2 separate regions of the Mus musculus genome follow, and region 2 is linked to region 1. A link is a contact called in public Hi-C data. All regions are on one chromosome and are shown on one strand. The core of a region is the stretch at or near the end of the contact, and the rest is flanking DNA. Distances in the headings are between cores, read along the strand shown. Region 1 overlaps Tmcc1 (transmembrane and coiled coil domains 1). Region 2 overlaps Tmcc1 (transmembrane and coiled coil domains 1).

Region 1 (6,853 bases), core at 1,546-4,045:
GATTAAGTCCGAGATGGGTCTGTCATCTCCTCTCAGTGCCTTAGGATTGTGTCTCAGCCCCTCGTGCACATGAGTAGCATTCTCCCTTTGTTGTACTTTGGGATCTCTGGAGTAGCCAGGTTTCAAGGAATAGAAAGTAAAGAAGCCTGAACCCTGTTGGATGTGTAGTCTCCCTCTGCTCTCCTCTCAGCCTCACAATGATTTTTCCTTATAACAAAATCCTGAAGGCTCCATTTGAAAAAGCCACAATATGAGACTCCATTTACATATTTATACACACAGACACACTCACACTGACAATTGCCTAAAAACAGCAGTAAAAAGATTGGCCTTCTTTGTATGTCTCCATTACAGCAAATATATTTGTTTAGCATTGTTCATCTTTTAACAGTTTCACAGAAATGACACTCTTCTCATGAATGAAAACCTGTTTTAGACACCAAAACTTTTCCAATTTTAAGCATTTTTGGAGACATTTTCTAGTAACACTTGACAAAATAACCCAGCTGAGTGATGATAGCTGAGAAGAGAAGCAGTGCAGCCAGGAGTGCTCTGGGCTGACAGGGCTTATGTGGTTATACATGTCTGCAGAAAATGCTGGCAGCCTTTTGTTTGTGTGTTTGTGTTCTAGCTTGTCTTCTTTACATAGTTTCTCTCCATTCCCTACCTGTTCCATGCTACACTATTAGGGAGCTGCCTGCAGCAGCCCCTAATTTGTTTTGTACCCCCTTTGGTCTTGTACATGCTAGATAAGTAGTCTACCATTAAGCTACACCCCAGCCCATATATTTATTTCTACTTTGTTGCAAGCTTGGATTGTCTAGGAAGAAAGTACAGGTGATGGGTGAACTATATGACCAAGAATTAATTAACTTGGACATGGCTGCTGCATTGTCTTTTGTGTTTCTGTGCTTTATCCTACCAGCACCTAAGCAGGTCAGCAACCAGTGTTTTAGCTTGGATGGTAATGGGGAGGAGGAGGAGGAAGAAGAAGGAGGTGGTGGCAGTGGTGGTAGAGGTAGAGTTGATAAAACTATCACTTTTAGAATTTGCTGAACTGCTGTGATGCACATTCACTAACCCTCCCAGCAACTTGCAGGTAGGCTGTGTTATCCCATTTTACAGTCAACAAAATTGAGATCCAATGTGGGGAGGTTTTTTGTTTGGTGAGTTGGCTGTCTGGCTTTTCAATACAGAGTTTCTTTGTATAGCTCTAGCTGTCCTTAAACTCACTCTGTGTGTACTGGGCTGGCTCGAACTCATAGATCTACTTGCCTCTGCCTCTCAAGTTGCTGGGAATAAATAAAGGCATGTACCACCTCACTAGACCAGTGTGGTTGGTTGGTTTGTTTGTTTGTTTGTTTGTTTTTTAATTTGCTGAAGGTCAACAGCAAAGCCAAGACTTTATCTCACCTAAAATCCAGTGTTCTATAACAGCACACGTTGTTTTTCAATCTCAACCCTGCTATCTGTGATTGAATGACCGTTGTAATTTTGAGACGCACTGATGACTGCTCTGGATGCTAGCAGGCTTTCCCAGGTTAGAGTGTGTGTGTGTTTATTTAAAGGTGAGTCGCTATTTTGAGTATATTATAGAATTCTGTGAAAGCTAATACAACCAAAACTAATATAACAGTGTAGGTAGTGAAATCTCCTTGAGACCCTGGAGCCCTCTTCCCCTTCAGAGCCATTCTCATCAGTGCCACCACTTGCTTCCACGCTTCCACTGTGTTCTGCCCCTGTGAACTGGAGATAGTTTGCTTAACTCTGCCAGTAATCAGATATTCCGGTGCCTCTGTCTCACCCACACACTTGTGCCTGACAGGCTGGGCAGCCATGATAGCAAAGCCTACATCTGGGCTCTGCTTCACCCTTTGAAAGGAATTAGTTGTGAGTCTTTATAAGCTTTGCACCAGACCTCTTTTTTTTTTACATATTTTTCATGTGCATTGGTATTTTGCTTGCATATCTGGGTTTTTTTTTTGGGGGGGGTCAGCTCTTCTGGAACTGGACTTACAGACAATTGTGATGTGCCATATGGGTGCTGGGAATTGAACTCTGGTCCTTTGGAAGAGTAGTCAACGTTCTTAACCACTGAGCCATCTCTCCAACCCCTATATAGGACTTTAAATTATGAGTGAGATCCGTGAGGAGAAAGGAATGAGGTTTAATAAAGTTTTAAGTGATGAGAGCCCTGTGGACTTCATATTTCCTTACCCAGTTCCCTTTGTCATCTCTCTAAAGTTTTAGTATAGGTTTGCTAGTGGCTCCTGGATTCAAAGCGCTACTCAGAGAAGGGGCTTCTGTATGTGGTTGAACCTGATGACACATGCATGCACTGAGGCCAGAAAAGACAAATGGTTTCACCATGTCACCCAGGAAATCGCTTCACATGCACGTAGTTACCAGTAGCAACTGAGAGGTCTAGGCTTGTTCCCCGAGTCAGTATATTGGTTAGCAGACTGGTGAAGGTTAGGCTCAGCTATAGCAAATGCACTGACAGTATGAAGGATAGAAAGCTCTCCTGTAGAACTCCTGGCTGTGTTTGCTGCTGGTATGAGCAGTTGTATAGAGTGGGCAGAGGTGTTGATGAGCAGTAGTGCAATTTAAAAAGCTTCTATTTTGAGGGGATTACTATGCTTTGGAACCAGCTTCTGAGACTATTGGTATTAAGGCCAAGGATATTCTATACCACACTGAGTCACAAGGGCAAAGGGAGAGGGAGAAGCAGCATCACATGCAGTAGAGCATTGAGTAACGTGGCTGACCCAGTCAGGCCAGGCTCTCCTACACTATGTTATGTAACTTTTATTCGCCTGATGTCATTGTCATCTCTGAGGTTTACTGCCTCCTCAATCAGCTAACCTGGACCTAGTCCTGAAATCTTTTAGCCTCTGTACAATGTAATCTAGGCTTTGAATGTTTTCAGCCTCTGAGACTTGCTACTGAATAAGCTCACCCTTTCAAGCTCTTTCTGTCAGGTTCAGCTCAGCTAGCTGTTCTGGCTCCAGCTCCTCTCCAAACTGATGAATTCAATCTAACTTCTCTCTCAGGCACTGACTAAATTGCTCTGCTTGGCCTCATACTAACTGACAATCTGTTCTAATCTTCTGGCCCCTCCTCATTCTCTGGCTCATTCTCTTTTCACCAGTGTCTAGCTTGTTCACTTTTCAACCTGTCTGTAAAACGTTCCCTTCTCTTTCTCTTCTGCACTGTTTCCTCTTACATTGTCTCTCTTACCTCTCACTTCTCGTGAGAGTTGGGCATACCCTATTCTATCAAATCTTTCACCGATTTGTCACTTTGTCTGCCACTCAATTAGATATCACTTAAAAAACATGAGTGTTTCCTTCTACAAACTAACTTTACCTTCATTATGTGGGATTAAAGGTGTATACTAAAGGCATGTCTGTATTCCAGCCAGAGGGATAAAGGTGGATGCTAAGACTGAGTCACAACACAACTGGAAACAGGTTTTTCGAGTAAATAACACAATCTCAGGGTTCACAGTGTGATCAGTATTTCAACATAACAATGTAAGTGGTGGTTTAAGCATGGTTTTACTGTCATTGGATATGTTCACATGTAGTTGTTTTAACCCCCTTTCAACTGTTAATCAACTGAAAATTGATCAGCATCTCTAGAGTTGTGGGCTGTACTTAAACAATAACTTTGAAATAGAAGCCAAGATTATTGGAATCGGGTTAGCCTTTTGCTTTAAAAGTGTGTATGTAGAGGAGGGTCCTAGTTCAGAGATATTCTTATAAAAGGTAAGACCTGCTGTGTACAAAGAGATTCCCAGGTGTGTTCTTCCTAGCTTAGTCATTAAAGAGTTATAGAGGAGGAGTATGGAAAGAAAAAAGAAATTAATAATACCTATTAATTAAATCATCAGATCTGGACAAGCTTGCCAGTTCTGATACTTCTAAATTACATGGCCTTGAGTAGATCATACAATTCATTTGAGCGTCAGTTTCTCTGCCTATGCAAGGTGATATTTATTTAAAAGTGTCATAACCATTATTAAATGGAATGGAAAGGGGAAGGGGGGACCATGTACATGGAAACATCTTAGTAGGGTGCTTGATTTAAGTAGAACTCAGTGTTGAGGGTGTAGATGAATGGTAGAATACATGCTTAGCATATTTGAGACCCCAAAACCAGTTACCATCAATACCACACGCATCACCACGCTAGGTGTTCAATAAACAACTGTGTTTTTTTCCAAGTGTGTCCGAATTGCTACACAGTTGGCATTGCCTGATATCCAAATTGCCAGAATCCCTATGTAGATTTCATTTCCAATGCTCTTTGGGCACCTCTTATCTTTGTATTAAGAAAAATTAACTGTTTAAATTCTTAAGGGACTAATATTGTGCTCTGCTCTCCTTTTTGAGACAAGGTCTCACTAGGTAGACTAGCCTGGCTGAAATTTTCAGTTGTCCTTCTTCAGTTGTGCAAGTGCTAGGGTTAGTAGTTCACTGTTGCCTAGCCTCCTCATGTACTTGAGCACAGTGAAGTCATAAGACATATACCAAATTATCCATTTCCCCAGCAGAGGCTGCAATTGTTCACATTCCCGCATTTCATATTCCATACTCAGCTGTGACTCCCAATTCTGGTCAAACCTTGTCAGAGTCTACCTGTGTGTCCCAAATGCATTTGGGAAATGGTACAGGAGTTTGCTCCCAAGATTGCCTGCCTATTTGTGTCAGTTCGTGTGTCTCAGAACTTGCTCCACAAACCTTACCAGACATCTGTTCTACTGACCTCTTGTCTAACCAAAAAAGCCCCACGGGCTCACCAGGTGACTCCAGATTTTTGAGCCACACCCAAAAAAGCTTTAGATTGAAGTTCCCAGCCTAGGCATTTACCTAGTTTCTTTTTCATTAGAAATTTAACCCAGAAGAACCCCTGGTTTATCTTTGATCAAGGAAGATGCTGTGTTGCCCATTCCAAAGACCAAAAACATTTACTTCCAACATCAGTAGTTATTTATGAATTATTTACCTCCACAGAATCTGGACATAGCCAATGCAGTTTTTATTACCAGCAAGGGATGATTTCAGCCTGCTTTAAAAACCAAGCTGCACTCAAGAGGCAGAGGCAGAGTAATGGCAGAGAGTGAGTTCCAGGATAGCCAGGGCTACACAGAGAAACCCTGTCTCGAAAATCCAAAAAAAAAAAAAAAAATCTGAGTCAGCTCGACAGTGGTTCAAGTCACACAGTCACAGTGAGGGCTGAATGTGGCTCTGTTGACATGATAGCTTAAAGCTTGACCAGAAGAGGGCTGAGTAAGAGTATAGACAGACTCAGATGGGAAAGATAAAATCAAGTATTAACAAAAATAAAACAAAACACCCGGCTGGAAGAACCATTATGTTCCATTAGTGAGAACTTTAAAAAGTTATTTAACAAAGAATTCCCATAAAGCCTATAACATCACTCCAGGTGCATGTGTCAGAGAAATGGAACTTCTTTGTACATATGACATGAACAGGGATGAACTTATAGTACCATGTGACAGTGTCCTAGATATTTCCAGATTCTGTATCCTAAAGTGCTTGCAACTTGCTGTTCAGTTTAGTGTTTCCCACTGTACTTGATACTCACAGGATATCAGGATATGAAGCAGGGGCTATGCTTTTCCACTACCTGTACCTAATTCCTAAGCCCTGACTTTTGCCTTCATCCCCTAATGTGGCTACTACAGACTGTTCACTTGGGAAGCAAAGTGCCCATGATCTTTTCATCCTTTTTCCACATGTTAAATACACAGGCCACATACAGAGGTGCACACGCGTAATCCCAGCACTTGGGATGCTGAGGCAAGAAGACTGTGAGTTCCAGACCAGCCTGGTTATACACAGCAAGTTTCAAGCCAGACCGGGATACACAGTGAAATTGTTACACTTATCTAAAACAAAACAAATGAAAAACATTTCAAAGGGGCTGGCACTGTAGCACAGTTGGTACAGCAGGCCTTACCCAGAATGCATGAAGCCTTTCAGGTCCATCTTCACCACTACACACGCACGCACACGCGCGCGCACACACACACACACACACACACATTGTGTGTGTGAATAGTAGTCCAGTGATAGATATCTGGGGACATGGAAACGACATCAGAAGGGTTCAAAGTTATCCTTGGTTACTGCGAGGTAAAAGGCCAGCCTGGGCTGCTTGAGATTTTGTCTCAATAGACAAATGGAAAGCCAAATCATTAAAAACAAAATATCCTAAATTATGAATTATGTTATCCTACAAGGGCAGTTGCAAGGCTTGAAGCATTCTCTGGAAGGAGCCTGTGATTTCTAATTTGGCCTGATGGCATCTGCTTGGCCCCACTGTCCATTCCTAGGGCAAAATCAACAGCAGAGAAAGCATCTTGCCTTTATGTCAAGTGAGGTGTTATGCCTGAAATCCCAACACACAGAAGGCTGGGAAAGGAGGATAGAGCATTTAAGGCTTGGGCTACATCATTTAAGGACAAGCAGAATTGTGAGACTGCCTCTAAAACAAAAACAATGGCATTTTGTTTTTTACCAACAGTATCTGGTGAGAGATACCATAATTTATTTGTTTTGAGACATTGTCTCCAAGCCCTGAATGCCCCATGTAGTAGAGGATGATTCCTGAACTTCAGATCTGTCCTCCTCAGTGTTGGGTTTGCTGGTACATCACAGCTCACCCAGTCTATGTGGTACTGAGCTGGGAACCCATGGCACTGTGCATTCTGGGTAAGTAAGCATTCTATCCAGGAAGCTCTATCCCCAGTGCCAGAAATGGTTTTTTAAATTAGTTAGTTAATTTTAATTATGTACTATGCACATGTAGCTGAGTCTGTTTA
Region 2 (6,853 bases), core at 1,503-4,002, 86 kb before region 1:
AAGGGGGAAAGGACAAGAGAGGCCAGAGAGGGAGGCCAGAGAAAGAGAAAGGGATCAGAGAGGGAGAAAGGGAGGCCAGTCTTTTTATAGCAACCATGGCTGTTGCTAGGTAACTTATCAGTGCCTAGAAGAAATGTGTAACACAGGGGATCTAGGATTGGTTCCTAGCATCTACATGGCAGTTCACAACCATCCAAAGCTCCAATTCCAGGGAATCCAACACTGTCTTATTATCTCCACATGGAATTAGTCATACTCTTGATATACAGATGTATATGCAGGCAAAACCGAGTAAATAAATCTAAAAAAAAAATTTTTTTAATGAGTTAATTAGGATCTAGGGAAAAGTCAAACTTCTTCATGACCAGAGTGCTAGTAGAACGGTGGATAAGTTCTTGCTGCTTTTTCCATAGCACGGATAGTTTAATATTGGCTGGTTTTTATTGTGCATCTAGAGTAGACAGTATGTTCTAAGTTCAGAAGCTATGGAAGATCTTTAAAAGAAGTATATTGGCAAAAAATTAAATGAACTACAAACTAATTTTCCTAAAACGACAAAAAGGAAAATATTGATCTTAAGTAATTGACAAAAGGTTTGAGACATGATAGTTAGTTTATAAAAAGAAACTTAGATAAAATGGAAAACTCTGTTTCCAATTTGTTCTTCTATCTACAATCAAAAAGTCACAGTGAAATTGCCAGAAAGCCACTACTGCGTCCCCTCAAATGATGTGTATATGTAGAAAATAGACTATTGTTGGCTGATTTGTTTTTGTTCTTTATATCTAAATACTCAACCAACTGCACTACAATATATAATCAATGGGATGGGGGGGGGACACCTCAACTTCCATGATTTTTTATTTGTTTTGTTTTTGTTTTTTTGAGACAGGATTTCTCTGTGTAGCCTGGCTGTCCTGGAACTCACTTTGTAGACCAGGCTGGCCTCCAACTCAGAAATCCGCCTGCCTCTGCCTCCCAAGTGCTGGGATTAAAGGCATGCGCCACCACTGCCTGGCTTCCATGATTTTTTAAGCCTTCACCCTTTATACTTCAATTTTTGTTTATGGTAGGTATGTACAAGAAAAACTTCTATGTGTATAATTTGTAACTAAGCATAAAAGTTTTAGAGATATTTGAATTGGCAAGTAAGTAAATTTCAGTCTATAGAGATAAGACTTTTATCTCTCCCTTTTGAGTATTAAACATCATACATAGAATCCTACCTGTAAGACTAAGATTGTACTGGCTAGTTTTATGTAAACTTACCACATGCTAGTCATTTTTAGAAGAGAGAACCTCAATTGAGTAGATGCTTCTACCAGATTGGCCTGTAGGCAAGCTTGTGGTCAATTTAATTAATTGCTGATTGATAAGTATTGGAGGGTCCAGCCAGTTTTGTACGGTGCCACTCCTAGGCTGATGGTTCTGGCATGTATAAGAAAGTGTGTTAAGCAAGCCATGGGGAACAAGCCAGTATTTCTCCATAGTCTCTGTATTAGTCAGGTTTCTCAAGAGTCACAGAACTTATGGAATGTCTTAATATAATTAAGAGAATTTGTTGTGATTGTGAGGTAGTCCAACCACCCCAACAATGTACCCCAACTGTGAGTGGGAAATAGATTCCAACAGATGTGTTGGCAAGTAAATGCAAGCAGGTGAAGAAGAGCGAATCTTCCTTCTCCAATGTCCTTGTGTAGGTCTCCAGCAAAAGGTGTGGCCCAGATTAAAGGTGTATACTACCACACCTGGATCTGGGACTTGTTTTGTCCTAGGCAGACCTTGAATTCACAGATCTCCTTCCCTTGTTTCCTGGGGTTAAAGGCATGTACTACCTTGCCTGGGCCTAAGCTTTTCGTAGCCACTATGCCTCAAGATCTCAATGCTAAGATCCAGGTCAGAAACTTGTGTCTTCCAGATTCAAGATCTGGATCACAGGTGAGCCCTCCAATTCTGGATTGTAGTTCATTCCATATATAATCAAGTTGACAACCAAGAATAGCCATTACAATCTACCCCTTGTCAACCTGACACAAATAATATTTCATGTCCACATGCAACAATAACAAGGTCATCATGAATACGCTTAACATAATATAACTATTCCTTGTACAATCACAAATGCATTTATAAATTTACAATGAGGCAATGTCCTTTGGAAACATTCTTTTAGTGTCTCAACATAAATACCAATTAATGTTAAAGAAATTGGAAGAAAGCACAAAAAGCTTATACTATACAAATGTGTTCTTAACAAAATAAAACAGAAGCATTTATATTACTTTAAAATCCTCATTTCTGCAATTGGTCACGTGGCCTTAGATGGTATTTATAACTACCTTCCTCTATTACTCATTCTGTATTTCCTCCACTCTCTGCAAGTACCTCAGCAGGTCTTGGCTCTTTTCCTGGAGGAGTGATCCATGCCTTCATTCCTGATGGATCTGTGTCCTTTGTCATCATGCTTGGATTAGGGTTGTAGTTTCCCATGGACTTTAATCACAGAACATGGTAGTACTAAACAACACCCTAAGGGATCTCCTGCACTCTAGACACAATCCTACTTACCTCCAGTGTGAAGAGGCAGTCCAGTTTCCCCATGGTAATCTGGATCTATCACCCCTCCTAACACTGATATTCCTTTCTTATCCTGTTGGTTTAAGGACATAGAAGCCCAGCCCAGGGGGAAGTCTGAGCTTCCGGTTCAATAGAATGTTTGTTGTGGCTGCTGGTAGGAGCACTCCCTTTTCTGGAACCAAAACTTCTAGGCAAGCAGAACCTAGGGTTGTGGGGACAGGAAGTGAAGATTTTTCTAGAGGATCACTAGGAGTGATAGTAAGTAGAACTATTCCCTTTTCCACACCTTGATTCCTGGACCCATGAATCCTGGCTATGGGAGAAACTGTACTTTATATTGAATGCTGATTCAAAGCATATACTGCCTTCTGAAGAACACTGCCCCAGCCCTCCATTGCTGCTGCCACCTAATTAGTGCTGTAACTGTGTCTTCAAGCAGAGTGTTCTTGTTTTGGTTTTTTCGAGACAGGGTTTCTCTGTGTAGCCCTGGCTGTCCTGGAACTCACTCTGTCGACCAGGCCGGCCTCGAACTCAGAAACCCACCTGCCTCTGCCTCCCGAGTGCTGAGATTAAAGGCGTGTGCCACCACTACCTGGCCATAACTGTGTCTACAAAAGGCCATTCCATCTTTCTGTCAGACCAGTTGCTTCAGGATGGTAGAGAAGGAACATACATGGTAAGGCCAGTGGGTTCTATGATCATGGGCCCACTGTTGCACTTTTCTGGCTGTGAAATGAGTTCCTTGGTCAGAAGCAATACTATGTGGAATACCAGGACAATGGATAAGGGATTTTGTGAGCCCACAGATGGTGGCTTTGGTAGAAGCATTACGTGCAAGAAAGGCAAATCCATAACCAGAATAAGTATCTACTGCAGTAAGAACAAAATGTTATCCTTTCCACATAGGAAGTGGTCCAATGTAATTAACTTGCCACCAGGTTGCTGGCTGGTCACCTTGAGGAATGGTGCCATATCTGGGGCTCAGTGTTGGTTTCTGCTGTTGGCAGATCTGGTATTCAATAGCAGCTGTAGGCAGGTCAGCCTTGGTGAGTGGAAGTCCGTATTGTTGAGCCCAAGCATAACCTCCATTTCTGTACCATGGCCACTTTGTTCATGTGCCCATTGAGCAGTGACAGGGATGGCTGGGGAAAAAGGCTGACTGTCCACAGAACGGGTCGTCTTATCCACTTGATTACTGAACTCCTCCTCACCCGAAGTCACCTTTTGGTGAGCATTTACATGGGACACAAATATCTTCACATCCTTTACCCTTTGTAGAGATCTATTCACATACTTTTTCCCCAGATGTCTTTCTCACCAATTTTCCAATTGTGATCTTTCCAAGTCCCTGACCATCCAGCCAATCCATTGTCTACAGCCCGAGTCAGTGAACAGTCGTACATCTGGCCAGTTCTTTCTCCAAACAAACTGTAATACCATGTGTACTGCCTGAAGTTCTGCCCACTGTGAAGATTTTCTTTCACCTGTATCTTTCAGGATTGTCCCAGAAAGGGGATTAATGCTTCAGCTGTTCACTTCTGCTTGGTGCCTGCATAATGTGCAGAGCCATCGGTAAACCAGGTTCTAGTCTTCTCTTCTTCAATCAGCTGACCATAGGAAACATCCCATGAGGCTATAGGCTCACGCTTGGCAGCAGATGACATTGTAGCAGGAGTAGAAACTATAGGGATTTGAGCAACTTCTTTATGTAACTTGCTTGTACCTTCAGGACCTACTCAGGTCCTATCATGTATATACCACTTCCATTTGATAATAAACTGCTGCTGTACCAACTCCTGTCCTACGGTTTTTTTTTTTTTAAGATTTATTTATTATTATACATAAGTACACTGGAGCTGTCTTCAAACACACCAGAAGAGGGTGTCAGATCTCATTATGGGTGGTTGTGAGCCACCATGTGGTTGCTGGGATTTGAACTCATGACCTTCTGAAGAGCAGTCAGTGCTCTTTACTGCTGTGAATAGACGACACCATGACCAAGGCAAGTCTTATAAAAGACAACATTTCATTGGGGCTGGCTTATAGGTTCAGAGGTTCAGCCCATTATCATCAAAGTGGGAGTATAGCATCTAGACAGGCATGGTACAGGCAGAACTGAGAGTTCTATATCTTCATGTGAAGGCTGCTAGTAGAAGACTCACTTCCAGGTAGTTAGGATTAGGGTCTTAAAGCCCACACCCATAGTGACACACTTACTCCAACAAGGCCACACCTCTTAATATGTCACTTCCTGAGCCAAAGATATACAAACTAACAAAGCCACTGCTTTGTTGGATGAATGCAGTACTCTAACAGAAGATCATTCCCACCTTCTCTACATGCATCTGATTTCTAAAACTTCAGTTAAATGGAAACCTATTAGAACATGCATAACTCTTTAGAGCTCACATGGTTTATTAATTTAAAAAAAACACACATAATTTGTAAGACCACTATGCAAATAGATGTTGAAACAACCTTTTTATAGCCATAGGATAGAACAACTTGCAGGTTTCATTTCTTTCCTTCCACTATGGGCTTCTACTATTGAAGTCAAATGGTCATGTTTGGTGGTAAGGACCTTTATCTGATGAGCCAGTTTATCAGCTTACAACTATATGTTCTTCTAGGCTGAGATATCCAAGTTTCCTAGTCCAAATAAGTTACTTTTCTCACTGCTATAAAAAAATACTTATCAAAAACTACTAAAGGGGAAAAGGATATACTTGGGCTCACAGTTTTGCAGTGGTCAGTCCATGTTTGCTTTGCCTTGTATGCATAGGTAGAGTGTCATGGCTGCAGGAGCATGTGGTAAAAGAGCTTTTTATATAGGAAGCTGAAAGTATAACTAGATAGGAGGGGCTTAGGGTTATAATACTCCTCAAAGGCTTGTTCTCTATGACCTGTTTCCTTCATCTCCTAAAGTTTCCCACAGTCTTTTATAATATTCCATTATCTAGGCAGTAAACATCCCAAACACAAGTCTGTAGGAAACATTTCATATTGAAATCATAGCCTGCTCCATGGAGCTGTTCTCTTTTTGTGGTGATACAAAGCACAAGAAATGGGTGTGTACATGGGTTTGTTAGGTCAGTTTGACTGTCTATGACAAAACATTTCTCCATAATACAATGCTGTTCAATCTTCATTTTCCTTAGATGTCATAAACTCATTAGATTAATGATTCTTTTAGAAATAAAAGGTGTCCTCTGAACTTGATTCACTTTCTTGTCATGTAGAAGAGCACTAGTACTGTTTTCTATTGTCAGGAGGATGGCTTTGTGAGCCTGGGAATAAAGGTTTTCTCTGAGCCGATTAGAGCTAAGGCGAATGTAGGTCACAGTGTCACCTGTTTTGGATCTGCATGCTGCTGACGATATTTGAGTCTTTGTATTTTGCCCATGCTTTTTATGCCAGTGGACTTGCTGCACCAGAGAAGAGATTTATAGATTGGCAAGCAAATTCATAACAACTTTGACTTGTTTTTATTGTTACAAGGATTTTTAGCTCGTGTATCTCATTAAATAAAACCAATACAGTAAATTAGTTATCACATTTAGATATATGACTCACATCTAGTGTGTCTAAGTAAATTTTTTGAGTAATTTTTTTTTTTACTGCTTTAGTGGAAGAAAATTAAATAAGAAAAAAAATTAAGTACTTTTGGAAACCCCTTCCAGACCCTCCCCCAAATCTTGTAAAAGGTAGTGCAATTCAGAGGAAAAGATCAAAAGTCATTATACTTGTGTATTTATGAATGGTTTAAGCATTCTTTTTTCTGTAAACACTGTCTTTATCTCTTTCCTTTAAGATTTACACACTGTTTTTTCTTTCTTTGTCTTAGTTTGTATCTTGCATCATTCAGTGTGAATGGTGCCACACTTCTATATTATTCTAGTACCATTTGAAGAGTCAGATGAAGTTGTGAAAAGCTTTGACAGAGGAAAACTGAACTGTGGCCCTAAGACCGGTGATGCAGGTTGGCCACAGGGACAGTTGTCCCTGTGGGCAACCTGCATCACCTGACTGTCCTGAAACTCACTCTGTAGACCAAGCTGGCCTTGAACTCAGAAATCCACCTGCCTCTGCCTCCTAAGTGCTGGGATTAAAGGTGTACACCCTATTGCCCATCCTGACTTTATTTTTAAAGCAACATATTCTTATTTTATAAATTTGTTTTCTTTTGTCTTTTGGGAATATTTTCTTTTGCTTCCTGTAATGTGTTTGTCTCCCCTTCTTAACCCATGTTTTAGTCTTCCATTGTTTGAAACCTGCC

The links. Hi-C and Micro-C count contacts between places; a contact is called where the count stands out from the background.
Region 2: a Hi-C map of bone marrow-derived macrophages shows a contact between it and region 1, with 44 read pairs. The contact joins two enhancer-like sites. A contact is called at or near these places in 4 of 39 promoter capture datasets (the C10 cell line, HPC-7-derived erythroid cells, embryonic stem cells and 1 more), 1 of 15 datasets of contacts at CTCF or cohesin (the NIH/3T3 cell line), 22 of 484 Hi-C or Micro-C datasets (the 3T3-L1 cell line, B cells, the C10 cell line and 13 more), 8 of 115 datasets of contacts at active chromatin or transcription factors (the HPC-7 cell line, bone marrow-derived macrophages, cardiomyocytes and 5 more) and 5 of 9 other capture datasets (adipose tissue, embryonic stem cells, embryonic trunk and 2 more).

The regions. Positions count from the first base shown.
Region 1 is chr6:116,033,358-116,040,210 of GRCm38.p6, reverse strand. All of the region lies in intron 4 of Tmcc1 (transmembrane and coiled coil domains 1), which reads left to right. Among named protein-coding and RNA genes, the nearest start is that of Plxnd1, 42 kb to the right of the region's middle. Within about 2 kb of position 2,795, at least 37 of the 459 cell types and tissues checked have an H3K27ac peak or open chromatin away from gene starts, as enhancers often do. A contact at or near this core is called in bone marrow-derived macrophages, where this site is marked.
Region 2 is chr6:116,118,935-116,125,787 of GRCm38.p6, reverse strand. All of the region lies in intron 3 of Tmcc1 (transmembrane and coiled coil domains 1), which reads left to right. Among named protein-coding and RNA genes, the nearest start is that of Tmcc1, 71 kb to the left of the region's middle. Within about 2 kb of position 2,752, at least 21 of the 459 cell types and tissues checked have an H3K27ac peak or open chromatin away from gene starts, as enhancers often do. A contact at or near this core is called in bone marrow-derived macrophages, where this site is marked.